2 separate regions of the Mus musculus genome follow, and region 1 is linked to region 2. Evidence: chromatin contacts called from public Hi-C data. All regions are on one chromosome and are shown on one strand. Each heading gives the region's core, a stretch centred on a gene start, on an enhancer-like site or on the middle of the called end of the contact. The rest is flanking DNA. Distances are from core to core; before and after follow the strand shown.

The links. Hi-C and Micro-C count contacts between places; a contact is called where the count stands out from the background.
Region 1: a Hi-C map of neural progenitor cells shows a contact between it and region 2, with 3 times the contacts expected there. The contact joins two enhancer-like sites. A contact is called at or near these places in 3 of 484 Hi-C or Micro-C datasets (cerebral cortex, neural progenitor cells and pancreatic cancer cells).

Annotation. Positions count from the first base shown.
Region 1 is chr6:137,362,884-137,369,681 of GRCm38.p6, reverse strand. It overlaps Ptpro (protein tyrosine phosphatase, receptor type, O), which reads right to left. Exons shown (of 27, transcript NM_011216.3): 2 at 1,336-1,609. Among named protein-coding and RNA genes, the nearest start is that of Gm52924, 92 kb to the right of the region's middle. Within about 2 kb of position 4,796, at least 50 of the 459 cell types and tissues checked have an H3K27ac peak or open chromatin away from gene starts, as enhancers often do. A contact at or near this core is called in neural progenitor cells, where this site is marked.
Region 2 is chr6:137,205,730-137,212,256 of GRCm38.p6, reverse strand. No RefSeq gene overlaps it. Among named protein-coding and RNA genes, the nearest start is that of Rerg, 39 kb to the right of the region's middle. Within about 2 kb of position 2,041, at least 19 of the 459 cell types and tissues checked have an H3K27ac peak or open chromatin away from gene starts, as enhancers often do. A contact at or near this core is called in neural progenitor cells, where this site is marked.

The sequences.
Region 1 (6,798 bases), core at 3,547-6,046, 150 kb before region 2:
CACAGAGGCCTTCAAATTACTTCAATAACTAACTGTCAGCCAAGCTGAGCTTCCAATATTACTTCTTTGGCCTGGCTTCATGCTTGCTACTAACGGTTGGGACAGAACAGGGTCTCATATCTCTCCATCCTCTTTTGCGTCATGAGTTGGTCTCTGCCCTCCCAACTTTCCCTTGTTCTTGCTCAATGTAAGTTATATGGAACAACCACTGAGTCCTCAGCCAGGTGTTTCTGGACTGATGGAGCCTTGTGAGGCAAAGTGGTGACTTGGAGGAGTTGTGGGTACGCACCTACAGCTACCACTGGAGGCTCAGTCCAGATTCACCTTGTTTTTTTTTTTCCTGGAATATAAGACAGGATTTTACAAGGTGAGATTTCCCTTTAATTAAATTAATCTCCAGTTCTCTCCTTTAGCTCCATTAGCCTTGCAGTTCTTGGGCCTGTGCCATTGTTAATTTTTCAGAATTTAATAATGACCCTGGGATTCTGCCAATGAGACTTTAATTAATTTTTGAAAGTCGGGTTAAAATACTGCTTCTTGGTTCATCCTCCTGATTCCTTCTTTTTATCCCAACAGAAACTGACACATTGTCCTTTTCCCTAATCATGTCCACAGTGGTCACACAGAACTGATGGTTTAATGATGGCAGCCACTGAAAAGCTCACACTGAAGAACATGTACAAAAAGAACTTGGATGAAGTGTTCAGTTGTTCTGATGACTGACTGGTGTCCTGCAGAGGTCACTCTTCCTTATACTGGAGAACATGTTACCTTACGATGTGATGGTCAAGTCAGAGAACACGGTAAAAGTCACCTGCAGGTAAGACCATTGCTGAAGCCTTCCCAATATCAGCACCAACTCTGTATTTTATTTTACCTTTCTGTTCTCTCTCTCTCTCCCCCACCCTGTGTGTGTATATATATATATATGTGTGTGTGTGTACCAGCACCAGCTAAGAATGTACAATTAGAGTCAAGTGGGCTTACTATGAATACAAACTCACTGTCACAAAAACCAGTTGCTTCACCTGGGAATATAAGTTCCGGAACGAGACGTAACATCCAGGATCATGCATTTAAATTTTGTTGGAAAAGTATACATGGTCCAGTCATAAAACTGAAATTATCATTCAGTTTCAAGGTATATTGTCATTGAATACTGAATACGATCAAATGGGTAAAAGGCTGTTTTCTTAATATAATGGCAGGTGTACAGCTATGTCATTGGACACCAAGCCAAGTGCGCTGCCTCTCTGGTAGACTCTGCCTCAGCTAGAGCCTTGTGAGGACACACTCAGGGAAGGAGCACAGAGAATGACATCAGGAGACACTTACTTGTCAACACGGTGATTGATCTGGATGGTTTGGTGACCACATTCCCGTTGACTACCACCAGAGTGATTATGTAATAAAGACCGTGATATGTGGCCTTAAAGACCACAGGAGGAGGCAATGTGCTGTTAAATTCCTCAAATTCGAAGAAATAGTTTTTTGATTCGCCAGCTACCCTCACAACATACACAGATGCTGGGCTGACTATATCAGAAGCTTCTAAAGACACAACGATATTGTTGTCATCTTGCACAGCCACGTGGAACGTCGTAACAATCTGTACAAGAGAAAGACAAGAGGCAGAATCAGGTGATGGGCAATAAGATCATGCTAAGATAAGTTTTCTAAAACTAACACTCATAGTGAACATGGTTACCTATGGTAGCAATGAGTATTTTAGTCACACACCAGATGTCAGTTTGCCCATCTCATGAAAAATGATCTTAGAGCTTTACAATGAGCGCTTGATATTCCATTGAAGAATCTGTCTCCAGCTTGTGGAGTATTTAATGTGAAAATCACACAATGCACATCAAATGGATGAACAGATGACAAATGAAGTCACTGTCAAAGCTAATTTCCAGAGAAACCCCATGTTCTGGTAAGTGGGAGAAGTGTTTGAGCAAACACTATTCTAGAGGAAGTTATTTCAAGGTAATTATTTCCTTTCTCTTGCTTGCCTGTCAGTCCTGAAAGTGGGGAAGCTGTCAGGACAGAATCCTGTGACGGTTCTCTTCATTACAGTTTAGCCAGCTCTTCAGAAGAGAAGCCATGGTAAGATGAAGAACTGACCATAACAAAGAGCCATGGGTGCTTAAAATCCTTCCTTCAAATACTCAGATAAGTTTAGGGGCTAGAGATATAGCTCAGTTGGTAGAGTACTTAGCTTGTATGCATGAAACTAGATTCAGTCCCAAGTAACACACACACATGCACACACACAAACACACACACACACACACACACACACACACACACACACACACACACACACACATTACTACCCCGAGAAATGTCTCAGGAGACACAGCTCAGTAGAAAACCATTTGCTGCTCTATTGTAGGAACTGGAATTCTGTTCCCAACACCCACAACTGCCTGTAACTGCAGTTCTATGAGATCTGAAGTCCTATTATGGCTTTTTGGGCACCCATACACAGTTGCACACATGTACACGCACATAGACATGGACACACACATGCATGTGTGTTGCACACACAAAAATAAAAGAAGGCTTTTAAAAGATATATAAACTATCTTTGAAAAATCATTTGTGTAGTTGTCCTAAATGTCTATTCTCGATTCTGTGTAGACTCCAAGGGCAGAAACAATTCATTTCTGGTTGCAACCAAGACTCATGTGCTTCCTAGAACCTACGGCTTTGATTTTCCACACACTGGTGAGCTGTATGTTATCTCGCTGCCATGAGCCTCAGATTTCTCTTCTACAGCAGATGCACAGAAGTACTCCAAGGAGCTAACCACCTATTCAGTGTAGGTACCATAGTCAGCACTACAGAGGCCATCTACAAATGACGTCACTGCATGCAAGATGCTTGTCATGAGAGAAATACAGTTGCTCTCAATCTGTTTATAGTTGAGGCTCAGAAAGATTTTACTCTTTACTCAGAAAGAGTATTTTCCCAAGGTCATAAGTTCAAAACACAAACTCCCTTTTTGTATAGAATACCTATTATTGTTTCCTTGAGTTGTTTCTAGACACTCAATTTGTCACACCATACATCAAAGGCTTGCTGATAACCTGAACCACATGTGGACATCCTTGAAGCTTAATTTGTTTGTTTATTTTTGTATGGTACATGTTTTCAGCAACTAAATTAAACATGGAATATACTCAAAGCCCTAGAAGAGAGTATAGAGTCCTACAAATGGACCAATACTTTTATGTTCTTTTGGACTCATTGTTTATTGGGCATTAGTACTTATACAGGATATCTGGCATTGAAGATATTAATTGTGTCTCCTCATTAAGTAGGCCAGTATTGTGTTTGTGGTATTTTAATCAATACTGGTTGTTAGGTGCCGTCCATCATCCCAGGCCAGGAGCTGTAACTTATCTACAGCTCCAGGATCAGAGCCTGATAGGTGCTGGGTTCGTCCTGGTGTATGTGGTAATGTTGGTAATAGAAAATAGTTTCTGTGCATGAATTCTAAACTGGTTACCCATATTATCCCTCACCCTCAGATGTGAGACAGGAAACTCTTGCTTTGTGGGTGCCTAATTCCTTTGCACACACAGGGCATTGAATCTCTTGCCTGATGGATCCTTGGTCCCTCGGTGGAATGCGCACAACTGTTGGGTGGTGGTGGTAGTGCTCATTTGAAGGATGGGTCTGTGCACAGCTGACTTAACACCACTGGCAGGAGGCTAGCGCAGAAGCATCCAACCTCTGTGTCTACTGAGTCTACTTCCTGATCCTAAATGTTGCTGTCCCCAACCAGGCAGCTGTGCAAGCAGCTGCATTTGGTGACTAATCTCAGCCTGTCTTTCCCTTGCTGGGAAGAAGAACCTGAGATCTGTCCCCTAGTGGCCTGAAGCAGCAAGAAGAAATGCCTGGGACAGGGAGGGCCCAGCTATGAGAAGAAAACCAAGGATTCAAACACAGAGTGGACTCAGAACGAGATGACATTTGGGGATTTCCATGGCAGTTCATGAAATACCTAGTGAATCAGACACTCTGGTTATAGATAAATCTCCAAACCAACCGATGACCAATGAGAAGAAAAACATTTTAGTTTTAACTTACTGAAAAGTTTGACAAGATATGCTACCTTTTCCATAATAGTTTTTAAATGTAATATATACTTTGGAATCTCAGAAGTTTTGTATCTTGGTGACCTAGAATAATTAGTCTTACTAGTAAACATTTTTCATATATATATATATATATATATATATATATATATATATATATGGATTTACAGTGGGTATTAGCTCAATGGCTCAGTTTTATTTGGGGAAGATAAAATAATTTTATTATTATTATTAATCTCTTTCACACAAAAAAATTATTAGCACATAGCAATGAAAAATGTACTGTTAACCAAACTGTAGACAAGCCGAGAACTGAATATTTAATAACATTCAAATCTGGCTTTTGTGTGTCTCATTGATTATAGAAGCTGGTTCACTCACTCAGAAAACATTAAGTTTACAAACATCAAAGTCATTAAGAATTTTTGCACCAGCCGGGAACCGGGGTGGCTGCAACGATATGGGTGGGGGGGGTAGCAAGGGGACGCGATCTGTGTTTGAGTTGATGTCTAATGTGTCACAATGCTTCACAGACAACAGAATCTTCCAGAAAAGAGAGTAATCTTCCAAATGCCAACGGCAGCTTTGGCGATGATCGTAGCAGCTAAGAGAATAAGTCCTAGCCTGTGCACTCCCAGGTTGCCAAAAATAAGCCACAGTGTCTAATCAGATTCATGTTGCTGGGACTAATGAGGACAGGCACTGGGCCAAGTGAGAGCTAGGCATGGAGCCTAGAAGGAGCCTTGTCTCGGCTGCTGCCTTCTTCCTGGTCCTTTCGCCCCAGCTTGTCCTGGGATCTATGTTCAGCAGAAGGGGCTGGCTGCATGCTCCAGGCATGAACTCTCTGCTAAGAGCAAGAAGGGACAGAAACTATTCCTAATTTATGTGGTGACTACAAAAACTATTTTTAAGAAAGATTGTTTTTTGTGGGTTTTTTTTTTGTTGTTGTTTTTTGTTTTTTGAGCAGGATGCCCCCAGTATTGCTTAACTCAGGGGCGAGGTTTTCACCCCAGTGTCCTTTACAGGGCAGGTTTTAAAGGAGTTTTTAATTGTCTCGTGCATTTATATAGTGACTTTTAGTAGTTCTCAGCCCCAGGCCTCTCCTTTTAGTACCTTCCTCTCTCCCCGGCACACTTCTCAGCAAACCTCCCGTCTACTTGTGTGGCCTGGCATTGTGTGGAGCCACTGAGGTTAAGAAAAAGAGAGGCACGAGGCTATTTACTGGAGCAAGGAGAACCTGCCAGTAGTTACACCACTGAGGAAAAGGGACACCCTCCCTCAATAACTGCTCATTGCCATTCTCTCCTCTCAAGAGAAGAGACCTCATTGGATGAAATCAGACAACCAAGTCTAGACTCACATCTCCTCCTGTCTCTTGGGCCGTATGCTAAAGATCCACTCCTGGGGCAGCAGCTGGGATCTGAGGTTTGGCTGTAGTTAGAAATGGGAATACGGGAGCCTGTAACTGCTCCAGAACTAATCCTGGGAGGAATGAACTACCAGAGATAGGGTAGAACACCTTACTACAAGGCCATGGGGCACGGGATAAAGAATCAGATTGGCCAGAGACCAGTCACAGGCCCTGGTAAGTAGTTCACTGTCCCAAATAAAGGGCTCAATGAGAAAACGCATCAAAGTTACTTATGAAACTATAAGACTGGGTACATGGGTATTATGTTTTTCCTCCATGTCCTGTTGCATCTTGGCCAATACTGCGGCAGTCTTTTTTGTTTGTTGTTCATTTTGAAAATGCTAGGTTGAGTTCTTTCCTTAGAAGTGCTAGCTAGATCTCCACAATATCAGGAAATATTCGCTACACTGTTCGGTGCAATACGTTGTCATTCCATTCCTACCTGCACAGTGGCTTGATAAGAAAATGTCATTTCTTATGATATTCTTAATGCACGGTGGATAATGGGATTTAGTTACTATTCATTATGTATTGTGTTTGGATGCTGTAGAACTGTCCACACACATAGATACACACACACACACACACACACACACACACACACACACACACACACATCCATGAGTTATAAGAAATCAAGTTATTTTAGAAATCACAAAAATGAAGTTCAGAGATCCTTTGACATCCCTGAATGTTCATAGGTAATAAATTGCAGAGCAGGAATATAAACACAGAGTCCCTGACTCCCAGCCTTGTGCTATGGATGTAAACAGATTATTTTAGTTCAGTGTATTAACTGGAGATAATAATCCTTGTGCCTGTTGACTGCTTTAAGGAGTAAAAGAAAGATTGTATGTAAAAATGTTCATTACGAAAGCTTATCAAATAGCTGTCACTATGATGCCTTTGTCCTCAGGCTGTAAGGACCCGAAGAAAGAATGGCTTCCCCAGTACTGCCTGTCACAACCGTGCAGAGGTGTTGGGGAACTCCCTCAGCCCTGACCATGCTTGCTTCCTCTAGCTTATGCTTGACAGATCACTGGAAAGTATGATACGAAAATAGAAGGAACTTTGAAGATTAACAGAGTTGAATTCAAATCTGCTCCTTAGCTTTTTTCTCTTTTTAATTCTTCCCAGGTGTGTTCAACCTTGAGTTGTCTGTGAATTAATTCAGCTCAATGTATTTATAGATGACAATGTCATATTAAAATGTCAAAGGTTGGACATCCTCTTGGCCTTTGTTGTCTCAGGTAAGAAGAGTCAGAGATGCTAGATCCTTAA
Region 2 (6,527 bases), core at 792-3,291:
TAAATGTAGATTTTGAAAATCATACTTTTTATGATGCAATATTTTGAAAGGTATAATCCATGTGTTCATAAAATAGTATAGACAGTGGAATGGGAATATTAAGTCATATAAAGATAAATGTGTGCATACACACACACACATATACATGTATGCATATATATATACATACACACACATAAGCATATAGTTTTATCATGGTTTAACAGTGAGTTAGGCCATCAAACTCACAATTTCAGAGTACTTGCAGGACAGCAAGAAACCTCTTCTGCCTTTCCTTCCTCACTGGGTGCTACCCTGTGCCTGAAGAAGTCAGCAGACAGCTTGCTGGACTCTGTCCTCACCTTCCACGACGTGGATCTTGAAGCTGAACTCAGGATGTCAGGCACAGGTGCCTTTCCCAGAGCCATCTCAGCAGCGCATAATTGTTCTTGCCATTGTCATTTGCTTTTCTCTTTTCAAAAATGTTAGTTTGCAAGTTACTTTACAGCAGGCATTGGGCATAATTCTGTACTTTATATGCAAATGTAGAAGGATAATGTGGTCAGCAGGTTAATAGCAGAAGCCTGAGAAACAGCCTGTTGTGTTTTGTCAAGAGTTTCCGTGCTGTTAGGCCAAGTTCCAAGGAGGCCGAGCCAGAGCCAGGAACTTCTATTCAGGTGATTTATTGACATTTTGCTTATGAGCCTAGCCTTTAATAGCTAAGTTATCTCCCCAGCTCTTGGTGATTTATTGAATGAAGTATCTTCAGGAAAAACCATAAGAGGAGGAAGAGAAGAAGGAAGACAGGGGCAGAAGCTAGACAAGTCATGGTTTTAGGAAAACCCTAGCTTTGGATGTTAAACGTATATGATGTATGTGTGTGTGTTTTTGCATCCCTGAGCACACACATGTGCATGTGTGTACAGAGCCTGACATTGACATCAGGTGCATCCGGCGTTATTCTCCGTCTTATACCTTGAGGCGGGGTCTCTCAGTTGAGCCTGTAGCTCATACATTGGGCAAGGATAGCTAGCCACCTCGCTCCAGGGACTCCGTCTTACACTCAGCAGCAGTAGTGTGACAAGCAGTCCACTGTATTTACTCAGCATTAACCTGGATTCCAGCAGCCCAAACTCTGGCCCGCAGGGTCAACCCTTGAGCTGCTGAGCCATCTCTCCAGCTCCTAAGAATTTTCATTTTTCGGGGAAAGTTTCTTCCATAATTATCTCCCCTCCGGAGAAAATTGTTCAATGAATGCAACAAGGAAGTAAAGACGTTTCCCTGGCAAAAGGCAGAAAGACTTAACTGGCTTCCCCACTCAACCTGTTGTCAGTTACAAGAAGAGCATCATTTTCCCACAGGAAGAGAGCTGCGGTCACAAAACACCTGACAAAAGGCCTGTGTAGAAGCATTGGTCTACTCCAGGAACTATAGATGGAGTGAGAAGATCATACTGAGAACAGTGGTAGACACACTAAGGTGGTCATCTGTGGCCCAAGAAGGTCTTGATGCCAACCTGCAGCCACAATACTTTACTCATGGGAATTCCTACAGAAAGGAAAATTCAACAACACTCAGGGTCATCTCAACCCACTCCATCCTGTTGTCACATTGAGCAATGGCTGATTCTCCTGAGCCTGAAGCATCAAAGGATGTGAATAATGGACCACTGGGCTTGTCATAGCTAATGGGCACCTGCCCTGAGTGTCCAAAGATGGAGTTCTACTGGACTTAAACTGCCCAATTTCCATTTAGTCATCTCAAAAAAAAAAAAAAAAACTTTTCTTCATTGGAAGGAGGTGAATGTCACTGGCATACAACATAGACACTTTCAGAGAAAAGAAAGAGTAGACCCCAACTTGCAAGATACAAGGCTTTCCGGCAATGGCTGACCCACATTAGGGCATGCCAATTCATTGGCATAGACCACATATCTCGGCCTGATATTGTGTGAATACAAACCGGATGCATCTGATTAAGTGCTCCCAGGCCTGGTGTAATAATTGACTCACTGGCAGTGTGCCTCCTTCCAGCTATTCTGGGATCTGGGCTTGGAGCATTTGGAGTTTGGCACACTCACCTCAGAGGCTCTCTCAGCTGGGCCGGGTGCCAAGTGGCCATCCTCCTCACTATTCTACTCTCCTTTCTCGATTCTTCTCCATGTTTCCCCACAAACCATGCCTTGCCCTTCGGATCTCACCGTCTTTTGGTTTGGAAAGATGTTTCGGCTCCTCTGCTCAACCTGGCTGGTTGATTGAAAGCTGGGCAGAGGGCTACATGCGAATCAGATGGAGCTTGCCTTACCAAGGATGTTTGTTAAATGTGGTCAGTGACAGCCAGCTTGGGTCCCTGGCAATCAAGCAGGTAGAAACTATTTCCTGTTGTAGATGGTGCTATGTGCCTGAGAGATTAGTACCATAGTGTCCAGAGCTGGGCACATTCCATTTTGGCATTGTCACTTACAGACTGGGTCACCCTGAACAACGGACTCAGTTTTCCCTGCTTCTGTGTTGTCATCTGTAAAACGGAAATAATTGAAGGACCTACCGTGTAAGTTTGGCCGGAGGATTAAATGAGTTCACACTTATCAATGACCAGACAAATTTGCTTCCCCTTGCAAAGATGTTAATGAGAGTCGGTGAGATGGCTCAGCTAATAAAGGTGGTCGCCACCAAGCCTAATGCTCCTGGTTGGTTCTATGGAGACCCACATGGTGGAATGGAGACAACCCATTCTGGAAAGTTGTCCTCTAAGCCCCCCTCATGCCTCTCTGGTCACACAAGCATGCACACAAAGAAATTGTTATTGAAGACTATAAAAATGTTCTTCAAAGAAGGAAGTTAATGAGGTATCAGGGAATTTCCTTGACATTATTTGTATAGCTAATTTAATTATTATTTACATAGTACTCTGGTGCTAAGCAACTGAAAGGCTCCAGTATTTTAGCTGATGAATTCTTATCATAACCCTGAATTACGTTCTGTCTTGCAATAACAAAATTACAAAGCAGAAGATGGTACCTTGTCTGGTATTAAAGCATTAATTGGGTGGAGCAATTAAAAGATTGAGCTTGATTTATTCCTAATGGCTTGGAAAGATAAACAAGACATATCATGGAGGAGCGATTGGAAATCAGAGACAGGGTTGAAAAGCAACTGAAAGTCACAATATGAATGTAGAATCACATTTTATGCTTAAAAATTTATGTGTATAATCGTGTCTATATGCATGTAGAGGCTGTATGTATAAGACATTAGAGTATAGAAAAAATAGTTCACTTTGATGATAGCTGGCACAGAAGTTATTTTGTGGAAAGGAGCCACCTTTATTGAGAAAAGAGTTGTGCTCTGAGAAAGTGTGTCTCCCCGAGTCAAGGTCATTAGTGAAGAAGCAGAAGCTTATTATAAAAAAAGAGGGGGTGGGTGAGGCCAGGGCAGGTGTGGTGGGAGGGAGGGAGGGAGGGCCAAGGAAGAATGAGCACTCTTTTCTCCTAGGGACTCCTGGGAAGTAGTTAGCAGTGAAAACCCTTCAGTCAGTTCAGAGGTGGTTGATTTGATTGTCTTCTTGACAGGACCACAGTCACCTAGGAGACAAACCAGTTGCTAGATAAGATTGCCTGCCTGGGGTGCAAAGCCTACCTACCTTACTGTGAACAGCACCATTCTGTGATCTTAGACAACAGACTGGATAAAAAAGCAGAGAGAGAGCCTTGTGCAACAGCCTTCCAGTGCTGACTGGATACTTGCCTGCCGGTCTGTCTCGGTCTGTCTCCCGTGGCTCTCCCACTGTAAGGGAGTATGCATGCCCCCAGCTGTGAGCTACGATGCACTCTTTCTTCCTTATGCTTTTGGCTAGAAATTGTCCCAGCAAGGAGAAAGGTGACAAAGACTCCCAAATGCTTGGTAGAGTGGGTCTCCTTGTGTGAACTATAGACAGGGCTCTGATCAACCGCAGACTAGAAAGAGAACAAAATGAGGTCTTCACCTGGGAGACATATGGAAGTGTGTATGTGGGGGTGGGGGAGGGGGAGGAGGAGATGACCATGCTTGTAGACTCACACTTGTAAGTGTGCACTGCCAAAACACGGGAAGAACCTGTGTCACACTGCTGTGTGGTTAGCATTGAAAGAGTGTGTGATTGTGCTGTGTCATGTGTTCCAGTGTTTTCATCACTGGGACAAATTACCTTTCATGGACAATGTCAGAGAAGAAAGAGACTTTTATTTGGCTCACTGTTTCAGAGAATCAGTCCATTGATTTATTATTTCTTTTCTGTCCCTGACAAAGAGAAACAACAGGGTACAGATAGATCACTGAGGAAACACTCACTTCGTGGGAGCTGAGAAGCAAAGGCAGAGAGAGGGCCAGGAAGAGAAGGGGCCTTTTGAGACAGGCTTTCTCTGTGTAGCTCTGGCTGTCCTGGACTTGTTCTGTAGACCCGGCTGACCTCTGACTCAGAGATCTGCTGGCCTCTGCTTCCTGAGTGCTGGGATTAAAGGCGCAGGCCCCCACTACCTGGCTTACATAACGTCTTTAAGGACATACTAGCCATGGAATAAATTCCTTGCGCCATGAAGTTCTACTTCTAAATAGCATCATATACCAATGGCCAAGGCTTTTAGCATACAGGCTTTTGTGCGGCATTGCCGATCAAGATCATAAATGTAAAAACAGTTTACAGTCACAACTCTTGACTCTTCCCATACATTTACTTACGTGCCATTAGGAATTTACAGTCATGCTTCCGTAAGTAAATCAAACATCCTACCTCTACGCTTCCTTGGGGGAAATGCTGTTCAGAACCTCTGTCCATCTAACTCAGCATTTCTGAGCCAGAGGTCAGGTCACTGTTGCCTGTCCTGAAGTCACATGTCTGGCAAAAAACTCAAGAGGATTGCGCCTGCACTTTCAAGGTTCAGCGGTCAAATGCCCTGTGGTCCTTAAATTTTCCTGTTGTAAAGCACATGACAGAGAAAGGAAACTTGGTGTGGGGCAAGCAGGACCTGAACTGCGCTTGCGTTCTTACCTCTGACCTCCTTAAGGTCCTAATTGCAGGGTCTTCACCACAGACAAGCATCCGTTGGTTAATAAGCTCAGGAGAAGGCTGGCCAGTCCCAGGACTGATGGAGAAACCTAACTGCCTGCTTTATCTCCAGTTCTTCCTCAGGCTTTGAGTCCTGACCTACTCACTCACCAACCACAGGTTCCAAGCTTCCTCCAATGACCGCATTTGTCTCTCCTCTCACTATTCTTCATTTTCTCCCTTCATTCTGCCTCGTTTTTCTTCATTTCCCATATGATTTGGTCATTCGAGGCCGTTTTTGTGTGGTTTCAGTTTGTTTTGGCGTTCTTCCCAAATAGAGACACTTTTCCTCAGCTGTCTCTAGACGTAGTCTAATCGGCCAGGTCTTTGATGGATGCTCTATTCATCTCCCCCTTCCCCGGCAGGGTCAACCATACTACCCAATGAATCATAAGTGCTCAGTAAATATCGAATGGAGAAGAAAGAAAAGATGAACCGGAAAGCTTGATTGCTGCGTACAGGATTTTGTTTGTTGCTGTTGGTTTTCTTTGGTTTTGACAAACTGTATCCTCCCAGAAATACCTCCATCTGTCTTTCTTCATCTCCGTGAGAAAGACAATGTTCTCCCTTTCCCCCACAGCAATTTTCTGTATTGATGCTATCATGTTTTCTCCCCATGAAGACCTGTGGAAATCCCAAAAGTTATGTGTTTGTAACAGTAGCATCTTTGTTCCCTCTGAGAAACCTCACTGGCTGGCTCCTCAGACAATACCCAATGAGACAGATAAGTAAAGAGAGGGCCTGCTCCAGAGAGTTGCATTAGTGAATGCTAGCTATATTATGTGCATGGCTGACTCTTAATATTTTAAAACTTAGAAACTCAAGTAGTTAAAATATATTTGTATATCATTTGTAAAAGCACGACATCTCTTGGGAGGAGAATCAAGCTTAAATCTCTACCACCCATTATCCTCAACTGTGAAAAGACGCTGTTTAGCAATCTAAGGGACGATGTTAAAATTCTGCCATCTGGTGGCCTCCTAAGACATGACACAAGTGATTTTTTTTTTTTAGACTTACTCCACCACACTGTGGTTAAAGTGACGACTTCCTTCCATCTTCTCTCTGCATTGCAAAGTATCTACTGTTGTATTTTTTGCTTATTTCAGAAACGCTTTTATCTCATGGACTGATATGTCCCTAACCTGTGTACCTGAATAATGGCTGTCAGCAAGTGTATAGCCGAATCTCCTCAGAGATAACTGTATACACATGTTCCTCTGAATGTCAGAAAACAAACGCACAAAGCTGATAGCTCATGTGTGTTTCCCTGATCTTTTATCCATGGTCTGACCGAACTCTTGTGTAACATAGCTAGCCGAGGCTGGAGAGAGGGTGCATTTGGCAAGTGTTTGTTGTGCAAGCATGAAGACTTGAGTTCAGATCCCTAGCACCTAGATAAAGAGTGGAGCGCCGTGGGACATTCTGTGATCTCAGCACTGGGGAAGCAGAAAGGGTTGGATTCC